Regions from separate parts of the Sus scrofa genome. Here region 2 is linked to region 1. Evidence: chromatin contacts called from public HiChIP or PLAC-seq data. All regions are on one chromosome and are shown on one strand. Each heading gives the region's core, a stretch centred on a gene start, on an enhancer-like site or on the middle of the called end of the contact. The rest is flanking DNA. Distances are from core to core; before and after follow the strand shown. Region 1 holds the start of GMPR2 (GMP reductase 2). Region 2 holds the start of IRF9 (interferon regulatory factor 9).

Region 1 (2,700 bases), core at 90-2,589:
ATGTGGAATCTGAAAAAAGGACAGACTGAACTTCTTTGCAGAACAGATGCTGACTCACAGGCATTGAAAAACTTATGGTTTCTGGAGGAGACAGTTTGGGGGGTGGGGGGATGTGCTTGGGCTGTGGGATGGAAATCCTGTGAAATCAGATTGTTATGATCATTATACAACTACAAACGTGATAAATTCATTTGAGTAATAATAATAAAAAATAATAGCCTTTAACATGCCTCCTGGCCTCAATCCTTAGCTAAGAGGTGGAGGTGGATCAGAAGGACTAAAGAGGTTAATGGTTATTATGCATGGTAAATACACTAAGGAGCTCACAAAATAACGATAGACTTACTTAGCTGTAATAAAACCTAAATAACGTTGCACTGCATCAATTGTTCGTTTTTGCCTCTCTGTCTGAGGGTACACAGGAGGAAATAGTAGATAAGATTAATGAGGGTTGGTGAGGAATCACAGGAGGCGGGATAGAGATGAAGGAAACACTTGAAACTAACAAGAACTAGGGCACTGATAACTAACCTGCCTCAGTCAAGGAAGTGAGACTGGTCCAGGATGCTGGGTCAGAAAGACAGGTGCTGACTGAACACGCTCCCAGCTTTGTTTCCTGACGGCCGGCTGAGGCACTACACCTTGGCGACAACTAGCAAAGGCTTACAGTCTAGTTCCTGGGAGGCTCCCAGTTCCCTAGGCTAACCTTTTGGTGCTGTGCTCAGAGGAACCTACGTTAGGGGCTGGGAGAAGCAGGTTATCTGGGTATGAAGGATGGAGAACAGAGCTTATTCCAAGAATACGAGAGAGAAGGAGACCAAAATGCTGCTAGGCCTTCTCTATGACTGCGGCGGTTCGAATACAGAGAGAGCCCAAACAAAGGCGGCCTCTTTCTGCGTCAAGGCACACACCTGGAGTGAAAGCAACCACTGCCGAGACCCCAGGGTCCGCTGGCTGGGCCAACCCCTAGCTCTCAAAGCCCTCTTGCCCCCCCCCCCCCCATCCCATCACCCCTCGCGCGGAGTCCCGAGGCTGTCAGCCCCCTCCAGGCTCGGGAAAGGCATGGTTTTCCTTCCCGGCTTCTCCCTTAAGGCACTGCGGCCAGCCCAGTACCACTGAGTCTTGGCAAGGGTAGCAGTGCTCCCACCTTCACTTTAATTAGCATCTTCCTCCCAGTTTAGAGCTGCACACAGGTAAATTGCTGCTTCTGCCGCTGCGGTCGCCGCTACCGCTCCCCAGCACTCCGCCTGTAGAAGTCACTTCTGCTTCCGGGTCACTGTCTGGCTCCACCCACCCGCTCCACCCCCTCCTTTCCACGGGGTTCTGGAAAGGCTCAGAAGTGCTCTCGCGTTTCTTTTTGGGGGCATAAAAAAAGAAGGCAGTCCGTTTAGTTACAGCAGAGATGACGCCACTCCGATCCTGAGAGTCCCTAGCGAGCCAGGGCTAGTGGACAGTGGGGGCGGGACGAATTACTTCTCCCATCATGCCAAGGAGCAGGCCCGCGCGTCCCACCCTGGGAGTTGTAGTCTCCTGTCCCTTGAATCCAACGGCATTCTCAGCGTGTGAACTCTGTTACCCAGAAGTCTTCTCAGGTCCTCCACCGAAGCTGGAATTCCTTGGTTAATTGTTCTCTCTGGCTATTAGCGGAACCTGTTAGTGTGGCCCACGAAGGTCAGCGGAGCTGCGCGAGGCTAGTTGCTAAGCAAGAGGACCTTCGGTCAACTGCCACCTGGGCCTCGACGAGAGGAAGTGAGTACCCCTACTCCGGAAGCTGGTTATGGGACCCCACTGTTCCCTCCTGGTCGGCTTCTTACCCCAAATTTCTCTTTGCAAGGGCAGGAAAAAGAAGAGTGACCTTTCTAGGGTCACTCACGACTCCGCTCCAGTTCTTCTCCTCCAGGAAATAGTACGTGGGATGGAAACACCAATAATAATTGAAACCACGGGACAGGTCTGAGGTGACTGTCTTCACGGACCGTGCCTCGGCCAGTGCTCTGATCTTCCACATCTAAGCAAGAAGCCCTGCCATTAAGGCCTAAGAGGAGATTGGTTCAGCTACCACTTCCTTACTTTTCCTACCCTCCAGGTCTCAAATTCGTCACTACCCCGAAGTCCCTGCCATGCCTCACATCGACAACGACGTCAAACTGGACTTCAAGGATGTCCTGCTGAGACCCAAACGCAGTACCCTTAAGTCTCGAAGTGAGGTGAGCCTGCTTCCTTTGTTGCTTCTTCTTGAGCCCACCTAATTGCTCCTGGTGGGCCAGGACTGAGACAGATTCCTGGCTCTTGCCCTCCTGCAATACTTGTCTTTTGGATCAATAAATGCTCAGTGTCCTGTTCCTATCTGCAGGTGGATCTCACAAGATCCTTTTCATTTCGGAACTCAAAGCAGATGTACACTGGGATCCCCATTATCGCTGCCAATATGGATACTGTGGGTACCTTTGAGATGGCCAAGGTTCTTTGTAAGGTAGGACTTCCCTTGTGCCCCTTCCTCATAGTGTCCAGGTTTGGGGGCTGACTGCAGAGGTATCTGCATCTCCACCCCTATCTCAGGTCAACTCTAGCAATTAACAGTGAGGATGCTCAATTTACTGTTTTAAAGCAGTACTAAGACCCCTTTATCTGGATTCAAAAGGCCATCTGGATTTTTAAGTTGGTTTTTTGTGGGTTTTTTTTTTCGCTTTTGAGTTGTAT
Region 2 (2,700 bases), core at 106-2,605, 70 kb before region 1:
TCCTCCCCCTGACAGAGTCCCTTCCTTCCCTTACCCCTAGGTGGCTGCCGAGTGATGGAGCAGAAGGAGGTGCCCAATGGCTTCCGGGACGAAGCCTGTGGCAAGGAGACTCCTGCTGGCTATGCTGGCCTCTGCCAGTGAGTGGCAGGCAGGGCATGAAGCATGGCAGTGGGGGGGAGACAGAGGGACTGGGTCTCTGGGATCAGTAGGTCCTGCAAGGAGTGGGAGATGGGGCCCTTCCAGGCAAGAGGCAAAGAGAGGTAGTAGCAGGCAGTGGGCGCAGGTTGGCAAGCGCCTACCGAGCCACGGGTGAGGGGTGTCGGTCTTGTTCATCCGAGGATCAGCCAAACAGAAGAACAAATATTTCGCTCTATCATCTCCCCAGGGCACACTACAAAGAATATCTTGTGAGCCTCATCAATGCCCACTCTCTGGACCCAGCCACCCTGTATGAGGTGGAGGAGCTGGAGACAGCTGCCGAGCGCTACCTGCACATGCACCCCCAGCCGCTGCCTGGGGAGGATCCCCCAACCTATCACGCACGCTTATTGCAGGTAAAGCCTTCCCCCGGCCTGGCCCCTGAGCCCACTCCCTAGAAATCCCCTGTCCTGCCTGTGTCTGAGCCCTGTGCTTCGTTTCATCATCTTCTCTCTCCTTCTGCAGAAGCTGATAGAAGAGGTGCCCTTGGGACAGAGTATCCCCCGCAGGAGGAAGTAGCTGAGGGCGAGGGTCCCTTGGTCCGACTTCCTCAGGAGCAGCTCCAGCACTAATAAAGAGGCATTTCCTTGCCCAGGCTTCTTGGTGGTCCTTCTTCCTGACCCCACCATCTGGGGGCACCAGGGAAGGGGGGGTGGTGAACAGAGCTTTGCCAAAAGGGCTCCCTCAGCCCGCTGACCAGCCCACTCTGGACTCAGGCCAAGAAGGAACTGGCCTCGCGGCTGGCCAGGGGAGGCCCTCCGCATCCAGCCCCCTGGCCTGAGCTTCTCTTTCCCTGCCTCCTTGCTTTCACCAAATCCAGCTGATGTGTGGGCTCACCTAGTAGGTAGCAAGCAGGCACTGTAGGGGAAGGCAGATGCCCAAGTAGTACAGAGCTAACCAGCGGCCCCAGGCCAGACTCCAGGATACTGCAGCCTCCCTGGGGAAGCAGCTGTGTCACAGAGATGGTGGGATCCGAGCAAGAAGTGTCCTGAGGGAGGAAAGGGAATGAGGCCCAGCGGGCCAACCATAAGCATCTCAGCTGCTGCTTCCCCCTAGTGGCAACCAGTTGCCCTGCAACTCGGAGACCACGTGATTTCGGGGAAACGGACCTCCCTGAAGGAGAACTGAAACTTAGGGTGGGGACTGTAGAAAGGGGCGGAGAAATCCAGAAGCTGCCTAGCCGGGAGCTGAGCTGTGGTCGGCTGAGCCCTGGGACAGCCTGCACAGCAGCTCAGGTAAGATTAACCAAAAACGGCTGTCAGCCTGGGTCAAGGTCGGGGAAGCCCTGCGGGAGGTGGTGGGTGGGGGCTCCTAGGGACCCCCCTGCTAGACAGAGGAATACCAGAAGGCTTGTGAACCAGGGAGCTGGAAGTTTGGCTTGAGTGAAAGACTGGTCAGGGGCCGGTGTCCCACACCTTATCTGTTGGCAAAGGACAGGAGGACCTACTACCGGGTTCTTGAGGGAAGAAGGCATTGCCCCATCCCCGATTGTTTTGCTGCCTTCTGGCCCTGCCCACTTCCGCCCCAGCTCTGCCCCCTCTCTCTGCCCCACCTACCCCTGGGACAAGCAGGGGGGAGGGTTAGGGGGCATCAAAGGATAAGTTGTGGGGATGGTGGGTGAAGAGGGTTGATGAGGCATCTCAAGCAGCTGCTGTATCTGCAAATGCTTGGGGGTGTCAAGCTCTCTCACTGGGAGCAGGACACCAGGGCATTTTCCTTCCAAACAATAGATTCCTAAAAAGTCTTAAGACCAATTCCTGTTGCCTTCCAGATGCTACATCTTGGTAGTTTGCCTGTTTGTTTGTCTTTTTGCCTTTTCTAAGGCCGTTTCCGAGGCTCATGGAGGTTCCCAGGCTAGGGGTCTAATCAGAGCTGTATCCACCGGCCACAGCCAGAGCCACAGCAGCGTGGGATCCGAGCTGCGTCTGCGACCTACACCACAGCTCACGGCAACGCTGGATCCTTAACTCACTGAGCAAGGCCAGGGATCGAACCTGCAACCTCATGGTTCCTAGTCGGATTTGTTAACCACTGCGCCACAACAGGAACTCCAGATGCTACATCTTGGGATGTTAAAGTATTTCCGGTGATTGCTAGTGATGACAGAAACAAAACAATTCAGCCTCAGAATTCTGAGATATGTCCAGAGACAAAAGACAGAGGGGGTCTCTGGCAGCCCTTTGCCAGAATCCAGTCCCTCTGGCGAGGATCTCACTCTTCCCAAAATGTCCAGTGACAGCTTCCCACTGATCTTATCCCCAGGATGGCTTCAGGCAGGGCTCGCTGCACCCGAAAGCTCCGGAACTGGGTGGTGGAGCAAGTGGAGAGCGGGCAGTTCCCAGGAGTGTGCTGGGACGACGACGCCAAGACCATGTTCCGGATTCCCTGGAAGCATGCGGGCAAGCAGGATTTCCGGGAGGATCAGGATGCAGCCTTCTTCAAGGTGAAGGGCCTGGAAACCGGCCCCTCAGAGGGAGGGACGGAGTATATACACTGGCGCTC

What was found. HiChIP or PLAC-seq counts read pairs in DNA pulled down with a chosen protein or histone mark.
Region 2: a contact with region 1 is called in an H3K27ac HiChIP or PLAC-seq map of alveolar macrophages. The contact joins the promoter of IRF9 here to the promoter of GMPR2 in region 1. A contact is called at or near these places in 12 of 47 Hi-C or Micro-C datasets (alveolar macrophages, blood, embryonic fibroblasts and 5 more) and 2 of 2 datasets of contacts at active chromatin or transcription factors (alveolar macrophages and skeletal muscle).

What each region holds. Positions count from the first base shown.
Region 1 is chr7:75,068,718-75,071,417 of Sscrofa11.1, reverse strand. GMPR2 (GMP reductase 2) reads left to right here and starts at 1,339. Exons shown (of 10, transcript XM_001928014.5): 1 at 1,339-1,749; 2 at 2,087-2,207; 3 at 2,354-2,473. The coding sequence starts at 2,121. It overlaps NEDD8, which reads right to left and starts at 1,471. Exons shown (of 4, transcript XM_003128544.4): 1 at 1,148-1,471. The coding sequence starts at 1,165.
Region 2 is chr7:75,138,296-75,140,995 of Sscrofa11.1, reverse strand. It overlaps IRF9 (interferon regulatory factor 9), which reads left to right and starts at 1,355. Exons shown (of 9, transcript NM_001078670.1): 1 at 1,355-1,433; 2 at 2,461-2,641. The coding sequence starts at 2,462.